5 separate regions of the Mus musculus genome follow, and regions 1, 2, 3 and 4 are each linked to region 5. The links are chromatin contacts, called in public HiChIP or PLAC-seq and promoter capture Hi-C maps. All regions are on one chromosome and are shown on one strand. Each heading gives the region's core, a stretch centred on a gene start, on an enhancer-like site or on the middle of the called end of the contact. The rest is flanking DNA. Distances are from core to core; before and after follow the strand shown.

Region 1 (2,707 bases), core at 37-2,536, 700 kb after region 5:
GCTCTTCACTGACAAAGTGAAACGTAAGTATTTTACTTTGCTATTCTAAGACCTTCAGTTGATCCATTTACCTCGTTGATCTATTTACCTCACACTTTCCACGAATTTACTACACAATGTTCAACTTCTGCCTAAATGACCTGCGGTGGAGCAGGCTAACTCTGCAGAGAGCATTTAGCTCTTGCAAAATTCGGCATTTTTCTGTCCTTTATGATGCAACTCAGTTCCCTCACCTCTCTAGTTTCCTCCACCGGCCCAAGCCCTAGACGACGTTACACTCCCGCGCGCGGTGTGTGGGTGGCGGGGGGGGGGGGGGGTAGGGCAGAGGAAGATAACTATTGGCTTGACATTCACAATACTCTGCCCGGTAAATTATGTTCGGTGGTCACGAGGGATCGGTGGCTTCTGTGGGTGGGGGTGTGTCACCTTCTTTATTAGCACTGGCTCGCGGAGCCTGGAACTGGCACCCCAGTCGGTGACGGGCTGTGGCTACAAGTTACTTGGGGACCAAAAAAAAAAAAAAAAAAGAAAAAAAGGCCGGGCTCAAAGGAAACCCACGCAGCGCTGCCAGAGACGGCGAGGGGGTCCCCGAGGTGCCCAGGAAAGGTTCGCCGAGGGGACCGGTCCTCGGGGGAGCGGCGCGCGCCCCCGCGAGCTCCCACTCCAGCGGCGCGCACGGCGACCGCGCCGCGCCCCCGCCCTCACCTTCTTCTTCTCCTCCTCTTCCTCCTCCTCCTCCTCCCCGGCAGAGCTGTAGGCCTCACAGTGGTGACGCGGGGTCATCCGGGGGCCCGTTACCACCTCATGATCCTCGGCGCGCGGCAGCGGGGCGCGCGGGACCAGGGCCGGGCCGTCTGAGGAGGGAGAAGAGGGCAAACCGGGCCGGCGGGCGCGGGTACTCGGGCGGGACGCACGGCTGCGGCCGAGGGGTCACTCAGCGAACTAGTTCCATGATGACCCTGGGCCCGAGGCCGCCGCCGCCGGTCCCGCTCCTCCGACCGCCGCCGCTGGTGCCCGGGTGAGGAGGGGGCGCCCTCTCGCCATAGGGCGGCGGGGGCCGGGGAGAGGCGCGGGGTGAGGCCGGCTCTGCCCCTGCCCGAGGGAAACGCCTCCGAGGGGAAATGGTGGAAGGGGGGAAGGGGAAAAAAGAAAAGAAAAGGAAGGGGAAAGGGGGAGAAAATAAGAAAAAGCGAGACAGAGGCGCTGGCGCGTCCGCTCGCGGGGGAAGGCTGGGGAGGGAGGAGCGTACGAAAAAGCGCCGGCCGCCTAGCCCCGCCCTCGCGGACTGATTTCGGCCGCGCGTGTCTGTAAACAACGCCAGTGTTCTCGTCTCTTCCTGGCCACCTCCGGTGTCCCACGGACGCATAGGAGAGTTTGAACAAAGACGAACTTCCGTGTCTTATGGACGCACAGGAGAGTTTGAACAAAGACGAGCTTCCGGAGACGACCTGGGGAAGGCGCTGGGACTGGGATGAAAAGGGAAAGTGCATTTTGTGTGCACAAAGAGAAGGAAAGGTGCGCGGACTCTTTTTCCTCGGGCGCGCGGAAGAACCCCCGCCGCCTGTTCGGTGACGTAAGAGGCTTGTTAGCCGAGGAGGCGTGCAGTGGCCGGAGAGTGTGCTGCGCATGCGCCTCTGGAAAGAAAGGAGCCTAGCCTCAGGGAAGGGTTTCTGGGTGAGCGCCTGCGCCCAACCTAGAGTCTCCCAGTGTTTCCCAGCCCAACTTGTCCTTAGCCCTCCTGAACGAATTTATTAGACGTGGATGGAGATCTTTTGTGTAAAGATCACATTCTTTGTTGACCTTACGCAAAATTATGTTGTCCCGTTCCTATTAGTGAGTAAGGACATGCATCTTTTTAACCATCCTGTGGGTGATGGGAGACTGAAGCACTTTAGAATTAAGAAAATTAAGGGGATCATATCCTGCGTGCTTAAGGCTACTTGTAAAAACAGTGGATTAGACTACTGACGGCTTGGCTGTGCGCCAATGGAATTCTAGTCATGAGCCAGTATGTCTAGTATTTCAGGGTCCTGTTTATCACTAACTAGGTCCTTAACGAATGTGAACTAAATGTGTTTTATTTACTTGAGTACTTTTTACTCCAGTTGGTAAATTTTGCAAATCTTACAATGGTTCTACTTATGAAAAGAATGCAGATAGCTTTGGGAAGAAGGGGAGACCTGGAACTTAACCATTTACCTAGTCAAGCATTCATTTTACATCACTGGAAAAAAACAAAAACAAAAACAAAAAAAAAACCCGATCAGGTTTTTACAGAACTGGAATTAGCTTGAAAACAAAAGGCTCCTGTCTTCAAGGAGTTTGCAACTCAGGCACAGAGATACCCATTGATCACTGTATGAAATTACCCAAAAGACTGTTTTACTCTATAGCCATCCCCTCCCCATATGAACTCATGGATGGCCTGGATCTTGTATAGTTTGTTTTATACTGCATTTCTGTATGTGAAAGGCTCTCAGTATTTGATTTCTGACCTCATAAACAAGTGTCAGTAGCAGAAGGATTAAGATGGAAAATTTCAGACCAGTGTGGAAACGCCTTTAACCTGCTCTGGGCTCTCAGTAAAGGTTTCTCTGAGGAAGTGACATTTAAGATGAGTCTTGAAACCACTGGGCAAAGAAAAATATAGGCACAGGAAGCAACATATGGAAAGCACTGAAGCTTACATTGCCTCTGAGACTCAAGG
Region 2 (2,700 bases), core at 36-2,535, 540 kb after region 5:
GCTCTCTTGCTCCACAAAGTCATTCAGATCCTGGAGGGACAGCTGACAACGAATGCTTCGAAAGACGGTAGATGGAGCGTTCCCTGGCCAGGATTCTGAGGACTCATCGAGAACCACGGGAAGGAGAGAATGAAAAGACAGAGCGGGCTCTGGCAGCGCCGAGCTGGTCTCCGAGACCCCAAAGGCGGTTTCTGAAGGTAGCTGGAGGAAGTTGTCTGGCAACACCGACCAGGCGCGAGTGGGCGCCTGGATCTCGGGCTCAGGCACCTGCAGGTATCTGGCTACCCACTCTTGAGTGCGCTGGTGCTGTTGCTGCAGCTGCTGGGTTGAATGGTTCGGGGAGCCGGCGGTAAACAGCTCCAGTGGCTCTCTGGAGGGCGCCGGGTGGGGCGGGAGAGCAGGCGGGGACGTCGGGCTGCCAGCAGCCTCGACGGCGGTCGGAGGCCAGACAGGCGGTACAGATCCAGGCGCGTGCTCGGCGGCCTCTCCTTCCCTCAGCCACCCCGGAGCTCCGAGGTCATCCCGGGCAGGTGCAGCGCGCTCCGGCTTCTCGCAGGCGACTGCAGGGTCTCCGAGATCTTCTGGCAGCGGCTGTCCGGTGGACTGTCCCCAGCCGTTCTGCTGGCACTCCCAGCAGCAGCGTCCTCGCGTCCCCACAGCCGCACACCTGCCTCTGGCTTGAGCAGCCTCTGGCTCCGGTGTCCTCTGGTTCGGGCTGTCCTCCGGGCTGGGGTCTGGCCCGGCCACCTTCTGCGCGCTGCCACCTACGTCCACCTGGGTCCCCGCACCTGCCGGCGGCTTCTGCGGCTCCGGGTCACGGCGGCGGTGGCCCCGCGGCTTTCCATCTACAGGGCCCGGTCGCTGCAGGCCCTCCTCCCCCAGTAGGTCCCTGTACCTCCTCTTGAGCACCACGTACTTGGTGCCGTCGGGGTCCTGGCGCACTGCGGCCACCGAGTTCACGAAGCCCTTGAAGCGCTCGCGACGCTCCTGCAGCTGGCCTGGAGACACGTGAGGGTCGCGCAGGAAGCTCTTGAAGTGGCTCAGCAGCTCTGCGTTACGCACTCGGCCCCCGGCCTGGCACAGAAAGTCCAGCAGTGCCTCCTGGCTCAGCTCTCCGGCCATCGCTGCTGGGTCCTTAGTCCCTGGGGCGGCTGCGTCTCGAGCTCCCAGCGCACTTCCCCTTCGACCGAAACCCAGGCCTGGAGAGTGTCACCTGCGCCCAGGGTGGCGCCACCCGCCTCCATCAGCCGCGGAGGCCGGCGCCGCCCGCATCCCCAGGGCGCTCCAGGAGGGCCGAGGGTCCCTAGGGGCGGGTGCCCAGGCAGAGTCCCCGCGCGCAACCCTGGTGGCAGGGGGCGGCTCCTGGGCCGCCCCTGAACGACGCTGGCCTGTCGCAGCGAGTCCCCGCAGCGAAAGTTCCCGGGATAGGTCGGAGTCGGTTTCACCTGCGCTCTGGCTACGCCTCCTCCTGGGCTCTGGGGGAAGGGCTCAGCCCGCCTCCAGTACCTCCGCCTTCTGAAGTATCCCCCAACCCCCGCCACCCGTCCGGGGTGAGTCAGGCTGGTCACAGTCGCGGGCAGCGTGGGAGGTGAGGCCGAGGGCGAACTGAGCCGGAGGGGAACAGCTCTCCCGGGCGCGCAGCTACCCCGAGGCCTGGGAGATGTCAGGCAGGTAGGCGACTGGCTGTCCCTCAGAGTGCCCGCCAGGCTAGAAACTAAAGCAGAGGGAGGTCGACTAGGTCCCTCTCTCCCCGCGGCACGAGTTACAGCTAGAGTCTTCACGGGTCAGGGTCCAATAGATTGGCTCCCCGCTGTTTCTCTTTATTAGCTCGGTCTGGGGAGGGGCTCGGGGTTCCCAATTGCAGAATCCGGCGGGATCCGGAAAAAAAAAACCCACCGAGATCCAAACCAAATCTCTTTTAGTTTGTCGATAACAAGATACTGAGAAGGCGGCTCCCAGGACATTCTCTTCAAGGAGTTCAGACACACCTGCCTAAGTCTGTACTGAGAGCGAAATCACTCTGAAAGCTACAGACGAAGGTTGGGTTTTGCCTTTCATTTTCCGGCATCATTGTCTTATATTACAATGCTCAGTGCCAGAGGTGTTGGGGGAGGATTCGCTATCAGAGAGGTCATTTCCTAGGAAGCCAAAATCCAGAGGAATTATCTCCTTAGCTAAGGTATTTGATACCCAGAGTTATTTTTTTTTAATTTAGTCTAAGATTTGTGAAGAGAAGAGATTCGCTCCATCTGTTTCATGTTGACTTCTTTGTGAAGTCTTTGCTTTGAGAATGCAAGTTTTCCTCCACACATTTAAAATGTTGAAATCGCGACGAGGATTTGATTCCACCCCAGGAAAGGGGACGCTAGACTCTCTTGGTCTGTTGAAGGGCTGCTGAGTCCACCCTGATTCAAGTTTTTCTTTAGCCCCCTTTGAAGAGGGAAGAGTTAAGCCACAGCAGCACACTTCATCCATAAAGCCCTACATTTCTGTCTGGTCTGGGTGACTCTCTTTCTTCTTTATCTTGAGTTGATTTGCATACTGTCAACAGTACCTATCTCTTGTAGCCTCAAGCCCCTTTGTCTTCTGCACAGCCTCGTTGCAGCCTTCCCTCCCCACCTTCCCTAACAGCCACCCCAAATGTCTGTGTCTCTGCAGCCTCCCATGACTGCCACGTTTCTAGCGATAAATTCTCTATTT
Region 3 (2,812 bases), core at 23-2,522, 590 kb after region 5:
TCCCGTAGCCAAAAGTGGGTTCCCAGAAACTTGGATGTTTGAAGTCTCAGGTATGACTCTCAGATGCCCGCCCTAGTTCTCCCCCCACGCCCCTGCCCCGTGGGCGCGTTCATGTGGGCTAAATACAGCCCTTCCCTTGCCTCTTCCCCTGCGCTTCAAGTCACCTACTTTCCTCAACTCACGTGAGTAGCTATCCTCACGTGATCGTGGGTCTACCATGCGTGGACACCCACAGCGCATTACACTTCTCCCTGTTAAGCCTATGTCAGATGTATGTACAAGGACCCCGCCATTTCGCCTGCCACTCAGACACTGTAATTATTCCAACATCTGCTGGGGGTGGGGGTGGGGGGAAGTCCTTCTTAGTGGTGGAGGAGCCCTCCCAGTTCCCTGTGCTGTGAGTCGCACCCACTTGTCACCCGCTTCTCGCCTTCGCTGTGCACCACACCCCGCAGCCAGGATTGAGCTTGCACGCCTCCGGGCCCTGGGTCATCCGGTCTGTCTCCGGGATCCAATATCACGTCCACTGACCTCTTCGCACCAGTAACCTCTCCAGTGTGACACGGTGGGAAAAGCTCTGGAGCAAGCTCACAAACGGCTTAATTTTTCCAGCGAGCACTCAAGTTTTTTTAATTAATTAATTAATTTCCCTGTCCCCAGCAGCGGTGGTTGGGTCGTTCACGACTAGGTCCTCTTTTTCTGGAAAAGCGGTCCCCAGCCCGGCCGCACACCACAGCGACGGCTTCCAGCAGCTGGTTTAGTCTCCTTTCTGATGGAAGGCCCAGCAGACCGGCAATTCTTTCCTCGTGGGGCGCGCTCGGCCCTAGTAAGTTACCCACCGCACCTTCTAAGAGGGCTCCTCCGGGTGGGGCGTGTCACCAGGTCAATTTTCCAGAGGTACAACCTCTGCACCCTGCGGTCCCCTAGCCTCCCTGCCCCACCCCATAGCAGCCCCAGGTGCCGGCTCCGCGCAGCGCGTGGCAGCTCGGGGTTGGGACCTCCGCGCCTAGGCTTTTACGCGGACCCCAGCACGTGTTGCAACAGGGGGAGTGTCGGGCAGTGTCCCGGCACAGGACGCTTTAATGGGACGGAAGAAAGCCACAGGAAGGAAGGTGGCTGACTTCAAAGCGTATCATCTTATCAGCTGACCAGGATCACGGTTCACCTGCTGCGTTCGTCTGCTCGGCTGGGGCTGGGGATCTCTCTGCACCCCCGTCCCGGGGCAGCTAATGGTCGAGTCCAGGCGGGAGGCCATGTTGCTGGAATAAAGCGGGCGGGGCGGCGCGGGCGAGCAGATGCGGCTGGAGGCGCGCGGGAGCCGGGCGCGAGCAGGGCGCAGCCGCGAGGGAGGCGCGGGGGAGGCCAGCGGGAGCCGGAGCACCAGCAGCAGCCAGTGTCGGTAAAGAGCAGCCAGAGCCACAGTCGCGATGGCCGTGGCGGTGGGGAGACCGAGTGTGAGTACTGGGGCCTCACTTCTCTAGCGTGCTGATCCCGGGGCGCCGGGTGGTCTCCGCTTCGGGGCGCGTGCGGGTGGAGACTTGCGGGGATCAGGAGGGGGGCTCTGGGTGGTGGCTGTTGGGGGCTGTGGGTGTGTGCATGAATTTGGGCGCGCGTCTGGGGCGGAGGGGAGCTTGGGGAGCCCGCAGGCTCAGAGCCTACCTGATGCAACATTAGATCGCTTTGGCGCGCCCCTGTTTCGGGGATGTGGGAAGAAAAGGACCCTTCTGTGAGGCGCCCTTAGAAGAGATTGCTTGAGCTGCTGCTTTCCCCAGCTACCTCTCTCTCACGGCGCACAAGGCTTAGCTGGTGACAGAGGAGGAAGGCGCTGACTGAGGAGGGTTTCCTCGCGGTTCTCTCGCGCCCTGGGGGCGATCCGGGCATGAGAATTGGGTGCTGAAGCGCTGTGTCACACGGCCGTAGAAGCGGGTCAAAGGGGTGGGATTTCCGTGGTGGTTTACTCCCCCCCCCCCCGGGTGCATTGTGAAATTCCGGACACCCTCAGGCGCCCACCCGGGTGACCCGGGCCCTGCCCAGGATGTGGACAAAGCCCTAGGCACACACACACACACACACACACAAAGTTTTCAAAGGGCTCCCTTTCGGGGTGGGTGGAAGTCCTGAAATACTCTGCGGCTGGCAGGCCGGGGGCGGCAGTAGTGAATACGGGGCTCCGGGAAGAGGAAGGGAGGGTGCGTGCCTGGAGAAGTGTCCCAGCACCCGAAGTCAGAGAGGGGATGCTCTGGGCTGGGGTACGCGCCACGGGCTGTGCCTCTGGGAGTGTAGGCTCTGGGTTTCCAACTCCGGCAGCCAGCTAGAGCGAGTAGGACTTTGAGGATGTAGTTTAGGGTCTGCTCTCTAGCCTAGGGTGAAAAGGAGGGAAGGGGCGGTGGCGGCAGTGGCCGCCTTTCCTTTTTATTGAAAGGAGCCAAGCCCAGTGGGAAAGGCGGAGTCCTCTTCTCTCGGGTTTTCTTTGTCAACGTTCATTGCCCACTTTTGCCTGGTCTGCCCTGGGGGCGACTCCGGGGGAGTCCTTCCCTGGCTAGTACCCCATCTTTTTTTTTTAAATTTTCCCTTTCGAACTTTGCAGCTAGCTTCAGGTGGTGGCCTGACATTTTGCAGATACAGAGAAAAGTCTTAGATGTTGAAAGCTGCCAAACCCCAGATGCTGAGTCTCTTGGCTCTCCCCACTTACATCTCTACACACACACACACACACCCTTCTGCACCCCCTGAGGAGTCTTAGCCCAGCAGGAAGTTCATGGGGTCACTGCAACATTACCTCAATTTGATGGTTTTGCTGCAGTTTGAGGTT
Region 4 (2,700 bases), core at 77-2,576, 650 kb after region 5:
TGCCTCGCTAGAACCAGAATAGTTTACTCCACCTTTGGGAGGTGCCATGAACTTTAAGGTCACCAACCTGAAAGTCATGGGTAATCCATTCCACTGTGTAAGAATGATCAGAGAAGAAAATGGCTTAGAATAGTTTTTCCCTTTGACAACTGGTCTCACTGTAATTTTTGATGCCTAGCAGTACAGGAATAAAGTGAGCAGCAGGAGGAATGCTCCCTCAAAGGGAATTAAGTTAAAGCTGCTTGGTTCTCCCCAGCTCCTGCAGCCTGGAGAACTGGCCACACACAAAGTAACAGGGTTCCGTGCTTAGCCCTGAAAGTAACAGACGGTAGTTAAGTTAGGTGTAAGCTTTATCTTTCTGGCTGACTGCAGAAGTGGAAGGGGTTGAGGGACCTTGGAACTTGTTTCAAGGATACAAGGGCTGAAGAGCTGTCTGGCCTCTGGTCCCCCCCCCCCCCCCCCCCCCCAGGAAACTGTTTCTTTGTTTCTTTCCCATAATGAAACTTTAGCCTAAGGAAATAGGTCTCCAAGAGAACATGTCTTTTGTTTGTTTATAATGATGTAATTTCTCCTCCCTCCTTTTTCCCTATTCCCCCCTCAGGTCCTTTCTCTTCCTGGACTTTACTTAAAACAAACAAACCCCCAAATGCATGCCACTTTCCTTTTATTGATGGGTTTTTATTTTGTTAGTGATGTCACCTATGCTCGATGCACAGAGATTTCAGGCTTGGCTGTGAAGGTAAAGGGATACTCAGTTTGAGCTCGGGCTGCTGGCACCCACAGCCGGGGGATGACTAGGCAGGGCTCTGTAGAAGAGCAATTGGAAATATTTGACAAACTGTTGAAGTGTGTGGGGAGAGACCAGGGTGGGACTGGAGGTTGAAAGTAGTGTGTCATCGAAGAAATGCTAAAGGAAATTCAGAGTAAATGTGGTTTTCCGGGGAGAGCACAGGGTGGGGGTGAAGGTTAGGCAGAACCTTGGAAGAAGCAGCAAAGGAGGCCTGGGGTACAAAGAAAACAAAGGACTCAAAATCCAATTCTGAAAGGGTCCCGGCCATGCCTCGCCTCCCCCAAGCATGGACACTCATCAAGCATAAGAGGCAAGAGAGGGAATCAAAGGAGAGCAGGAACCAACTTGGACTGCTCCTCAGAGGAGGCAGAGACAGCCCTGACTCAGAAACAAGGAGACAAGGGCACACTGGGGGTGGCTTTTCCTCCCAAAGGGATAAGAAGTTGCCGGGGAGAGCCTAACCCTCCAACCTGCCCCAGTGTCAGGAAACCCCAAGGCTTACCCCGAGACATGATGGGTGGACCTCTGTGGGCCACCCACTTCCCCACAGGGTGGGGCTCAGCATAAGACAAGTAGGAACTGAAAAGGGTGTGCAGTTCTTGGGTCTCTCCCTCCTCTTTTTTAAAGAGCCACTGTCCTCGGTTTACTGTGTTCTGTGTTTATGACATCATGAAGTGGCTACCCAGTATATACTTTGCATCAACTAGTTCATTCGCCTGCCACTGTAGCTCTCCGATTAATTTTAGACTCTTGTAGCCCAGGCTTGTCTGGAACTTGTGTAGCTGAGACTGGCCTTGTATGCTTGCCTTTCTTTCTCCTTGCCTCTAAGTACTGGGACTAGAAGCGTGTACCAGGGTCTATTCAAGGTATTGTTTTTGCATCTGACTTATTTATGGGAGAAACACAGAACAATTTTGGTGACCTGTCCAAGGCCATGGAGCTAGTTACTTGGTGACTAGAATGCTTACTTTGGGTCTCAGACACTGTGGCCTAAATCCATGATTCTCCTACACAACTATCTCAAAATAACAAGCACGAGTATTGTTATGTAATCTATGCCTATATTTCGAAATTGAGAAACAAAGAATCTTATCAGTCACTATCTATTGCATGAGAATTTTTCAATTCTCATTTTAACTTGGAGACTTATTCCACCTTTTATTTTTTTAAATACCTGTAGAGCGACTGTTTACATTCCACTAATGGGTAAAGATCACATCATTGAAGGACAAACTAGTGAGCAGTTATTTAGAAGCTCCATGTAGGAATGCATGTTTGTGGTCCCAGTACTTGGAAGCTGAGGCAGGAACGCTACAAGTTTGAGGCTGGCAAGAGAGCAAGTGCAAGGCTAGCTACACATCAGGACTCTGCCTTAAAACACCTAAGCAAGGGACTGGGGTGATAGCACACTCAAGATTAAAACATACATCAAAGAGCCAAGGGTGGTGAGACAAGCCTGCAATTCCAGCTCTGGGGAGGGAGAGGCTGGAGGGTCCTGAGTCTCAGTGGCCAGCTAACCTGGCCTACGTGCCAAGTCCCAAACCAGTAGGAGATTCTGTCACCACCCCCCAACCCCCAAAAAGGAAATGGCTCTTGAGGGACAATGTCTGAGGCTGACCTCTAGCCTCCATGTACAGACAGACACACAGATAAGCAGAGACACACCAACACATAGTCATGCTTGTCCTGTTTCACTGTGCCCCCCTCCCCCCAGCCTCTTCTTCCCCTCCTATCCTAAACAATACAAAACCAGTTTGCTGATTGTTTCAGTCTTGGTCACGACTCTGCTCTCTGCCACGCTCCTCAGGACGTCCCTTGGCAGCCTTATTGTAAGGATTTGTAATGCCCTGTTGGGGCTTTTAGTTGATTTGTGGCTCTGGGATCTGGGTATTCAAAGACTTTTATTTTCA
Region 5 (2,755 bases), core at 117-2,616:
ACAGCAACAGAGATCAGCGAGACATTATGCATAAGAATGATGCTAATGAGAAAGGCTACCCCAGTGACTCATTTGTTTAGCTCTTTATTTTTAAAGGAAAAGGTGACCCTAGTAACTCTCTCCAGTTCCTCTTTCCACCGTGCCTGGTGAATGTGGGTGAAAGGGTAAAAGAAAAAAGTGACCAGGGTGGCCCCAGGATGGAGAAGTCTTCCACATGACCAGTTTTCAGGCCCCATCAAACACCCTGGGAGACAGGTCCAAATTCGTTAATTACCCAAGTAATGGCTGATGAGCACAAGTATGAAACAGAGACAGGGCTGTCTGCGAGACACAGAGCCGCTAAGCACTAACTGCAATGGATAAAATGTCACCCATTCCTAAAGCCTAGACTGTTTGCCATCTGCTCTGCCCTGCCCTGCCCTGCCCTGCCCTGCCCTACCCTACCCTACCCTGTCCAGCCCAGGAAGGAGAACACAATAGACCTCTCACCCACTTCTCATCCCCAGGCTCACTCCGTTTCAAAGGCTGCGCGGGCAAGCCTACAAAGCCAGCCTCTTCTGCGGTGCTTTTACGCATTTCTATTTCTTTGTCAAGTGCGAGGGAAACAGGGCTCAACATAGACCGGGTGCGTAGAGGGGTGTGGAGAATTGCTAAGGATAGAACGGAAACGCAAGGCTTTTCTACAAAGTCGAGATCTGTAGACTTACAGGTTATTTAAAAGGAAGAGTCACCTCAAGTCTCCACATCCTGCCAACCCGGGGAGGCAAACAAGAGCTGTGTTCTGCAGGCTCGGCGCCAACGCAACTCTCCCCACACAGGGTCCGCAATGGGAGGGTGGCCTAGAAAGACACCACACACACACACACACACACACACACACACACACACTAGCCTGCCTCACCTTCTCGATCGTCTGGTCTACCGCCTTCTGAAAGACTCGAGCCACTAGCAGCGTGACGCTGGTCACCAGCAGCAGCAGAGACAGCGTCCCCGCCGTGTAGAAGCAGCATCTGCCCATACTGCGCGCAGCTCACCGGCCAGGCCTGGGACCGAACGGCGAGCTGGAACAAGCCTCCGCCAAGGCCGAGCAGCAGCCGCCCAAAGCCCGGGGCCCCTGCGGCTCCCGCACCTTCTCCGTGCGTGTTCAGCCGCTGCCCGCGCAGTGCGCACAGCCCTGGAGTAGATACCGGAATGAGCAGCAGAGCCGGTGCGATCGCGAGTGCCGGGGCCGCCTGGCTTTCGTTTTCTCCGGCTGCTGCAGCCAGGGAGGTGCAGGGAGCGCGCAGAGCGGTGACGCGGGCTGGTGGGGCTCGCCAGCAAGCCGCGGCGGCGGTGATGGTGACGGCTGGCGACTGCGCCGGGAAGCGGGAGGGGCCGGGCGGAGGCCTTCAGTCATGTGCCCTGCAGCGGCCCCTGCGATTCGGCGGGGTTGCGCCTGCATCCTCTCCCTGCAGGCGGCGCGGTCATCCAGGGAACTGAAATCGCCCTTCCCCATTCGCTCTGCCGCTTTCTTTCTCCTTCAGATCTCTGCTGAGGGCCCACGGTGGGCCAAGCATGGGGAACCCCGGCTGGACGCGCGGTTTCCCTTACTCCAGAGGATCTCCCGAGTTCCTTGGAAGATTTAAGTACAATGTAACTAATGCTTTTACAAGGTGCCTGCTGACTTGTGCCTGATTTGTACCTGCAGAGCCTTGTTGGGTTGAACTGGGTCTTCAGGAATAAGTCAGAGTGTGTCCTCAAGAAAGTGAGGAGGAGGCGTTTGCCTCCGCAGACTGAAGGCAAGGGAGTTAACTGTTGAGTAGTCTAGGCCTTATGCTGTAGGGTTTGTGGTGCCAAGCCCTCGGAGATCAGATTTTGAAAGGCTCTGTGTCCTGATAAAGGGCGTTAACAGAGAAGCAAGTCAAGTAGAGCAGGTGTTTGTTGTCTATTTTGTCATCATCAGTTGAATAAGGGTTAGTTCCGTGACTGGCACACACATACAGACACACAAACACGCGGCAGCCCTATTATGAAGCAGAAAGAAGTGCTGTACAGGTTGTAAGAGGAACTGGAGTTGGGATGTGGGGGGTGGGGTGTGATTTCGTTAATGGGAAAAGGCAAGTAGGGAAGCTGGGTGCAAAGTAATACCTACAAGTTCAGCAAAGCCGTGGGGAGAGAGTAGTCCTTGAGGCAAACTGGCATGTCCCCAAATTCTGACATATCTCAGATGTAGACCTGCCTTAAATATCCCTGTTGTGCTTAATCAGCGGACTGGGAGCAACCTTGAGAAGTTAGTCTTTACCAGCTTGGGATAGATTTCAGTCGTGTTCAACAGCTGAGAGGCTCATCAGTCACTAATGCCATCTGCAGGGGAAGATCTGAACTGACATTTTCTTGGCCAGGCCAGTGTCCTTATCATTAAGGAGTCAGCCCACCAGGATGGAAAACACTCAAATAATCGTGACACTGGAGGCAGCCTGTACCATAGAGGGAGACCTTGTCTCAAAAGAGGAAAGAAAACAAGCAAAATAGAAGCACACAAAAGAAGCTCTGTCTTAAAATTGAAAAAATAGATAAAGGAAAAAACCCAGCAGAGTAAAATAAAATCTAAAAGAAAATGGGGGGGGGGAGGTATGTGCAATGAAAAAAATGAATTTAGATGAAAGTTACACTGTTGCTGGTGTACTACATAGTTAGTTAGACTCAGGACAATTGCACCTGCACAGATTTCTCTCTCTCCTCTCCCTCTCCCTCTCCCTCTCCCTCTCCCTCTCCT

Evidence for each region. Promoter capture Hi-C pulls out the DNA fragments that hold promoters and counts their contacts. HiChIP or PLAC-seq counts read pairs in DNA pulled down with a chosen protein or histone mark.
Region 1: an H3K27ac HiChIP or PLAC-seq map of regulatory T cell precursor shows a contact between it and region 5, with 4 times the contacts expected there. The contact joins the promoter of Ccni here to the promoter of Scarb2 in region 5. A contact is called at or near these places in 7 of 39 promoter capture datasets (3T3-L1-derived adipocytes, the C10 cell line, cranial neural crest and 4 more), 4 of 484 Hi-C or Micro-C datasets (CD8 T cells, the N1E-115 cell line, muscle stem cells and 1 more), 8 of 115 datasets of contacts at active chromatin or transcription factors (astrocytes, bone marrow-derived macrophages, effector CD8 T cells and 5 more) and 3 of 9 other capture datasets (adipose tissue, liver and pancreatic islet).
Region 2: a promoter capture Hi-C map of hippocampal neurons shows a contact between it and region 5, with 2.5 times the contacts expected there. The contact joins the promoter of Sowahb here to the promoter of Scarb2 in region 5. A contact is called at or near these places in 6 of 39 promoter capture datasets (cranial neural crest, embryonic stem cells, frontonasal cranial neural crest and 3 more), 1 of 484 Hi-C or Micro-C datasets (cerebellum) and 2 of 115 datasets of contacts at active chromatin or transcription factors (bone marrow-derived macrophages and pancreatic cancer cells).
Region 3: an H3K27ac HiChIP or PLAC-seq map of microglia shows a contact between it and region 5, with 13 times the contacts expected there. The contact joins the promoter of Septin11 here to the promoter of Scarb2 in region 5. A contact is called at or near these places in 3 of 39 promoter capture datasets (cranial neural crest, hippocampal neurons and second pharyngeal arch cranial neural crest), 8 of 484 Hi-C or Micro-C datasets (the Ba/F3 cell line, LSK cells, the N1E-115 cell line and 5 more), 6 of 115 datasets of contacts at active chromatin or transcription factors (astrocytes, bone marrow-derived macrophages, embryonic forebrain and 3 more) and 2 of 9 other capture datasets (adipose tissue and liver).
Region 4: a contact with region 5 is called in an H3K4me3 HiChIP or PLAC-seq map of bone marrow-derived macrophages, with 4 times the contacts expected there. The contact joins the enhancer-like site here to the promoter of Scarb2 in region 5. A contact is called at or near these places in 3 of 39 promoter capture datasets (cranial neural crest, hippocampal neurons and pre-B cells) and 4 of 115 datasets of contacts at active chromatin or transcription factors (the NIH/3T3 cell line, astrocytes, bone marrow-derived macrophages and 1 more).

What each region holds. Positions count from the first base shown.
Region 1 is chr5:93,205,209-93,207,915 of GRCm38.p6, forward strand. It overlaps Ccni (cyclin I), which reads right to left and starts at 1,287. Exons shown (of 7, transcript NM_017367.3): 1 at 706-1,287. It overlaps 2010109A12Rik (RIKEN cDNA 2010109A12 gene), which reads left to right and starts at 1,310. Exons shown (of 3, transcript NM_029363.1): 1 at 1,310-1,515. The coding sequence starts at 1,472.
Region 2 is chr5:93,043,737-93,046,436 of GRCm38.p6, forward strand. It overlaps Sowahb (sosondowah ankyrin repeat domain family member B), which reads right to left and starts at 1,286. Exons shown (of 1, transcript NM_175270.4): 1 at 1-1,286. The coding sequence starts at 1,122.
Region 3 is chr5:93,092,144-93,094,955 of GRCm38.p6, forward strand. It overlaps Septin11 (septin 11), which reads left to right and starts at 1,273. Exons shown (of 10, transcript NM_001009818.2): 1 at 1,273-1,454. The coding sequence starts at 1,428.
Region 4 is chr5:93,151,330-93,154,029 of GRCm38.p6, forward strand. The region is part of intron 3 of Septin11 (septin 11); the gene reads left to right. Among named protein-coding and RNA genes, the nearest start is that of Ccni, 54 kb to the right of the region's middle. Within about 2 kb of position 1,327, at least 163 of the 459 cell types and tissues checked have an H3K27ac peak or open chromatin away from gene starts, as enhancers often do. A contact at or near this core is called in bone marrow-derived macrophages, where this site is marked.
Region 5 is chr5:92,504,291-92,507,045 of GRCm38.p6, forward strand. It overlaps Scarb2 (scavenger receptor class B, member 2), which reads right to left and starts at 1,367. Exons shown (of 12, transcript NM_007644.4): 1 at 902-1,367. The coding sequence starts at 1,018.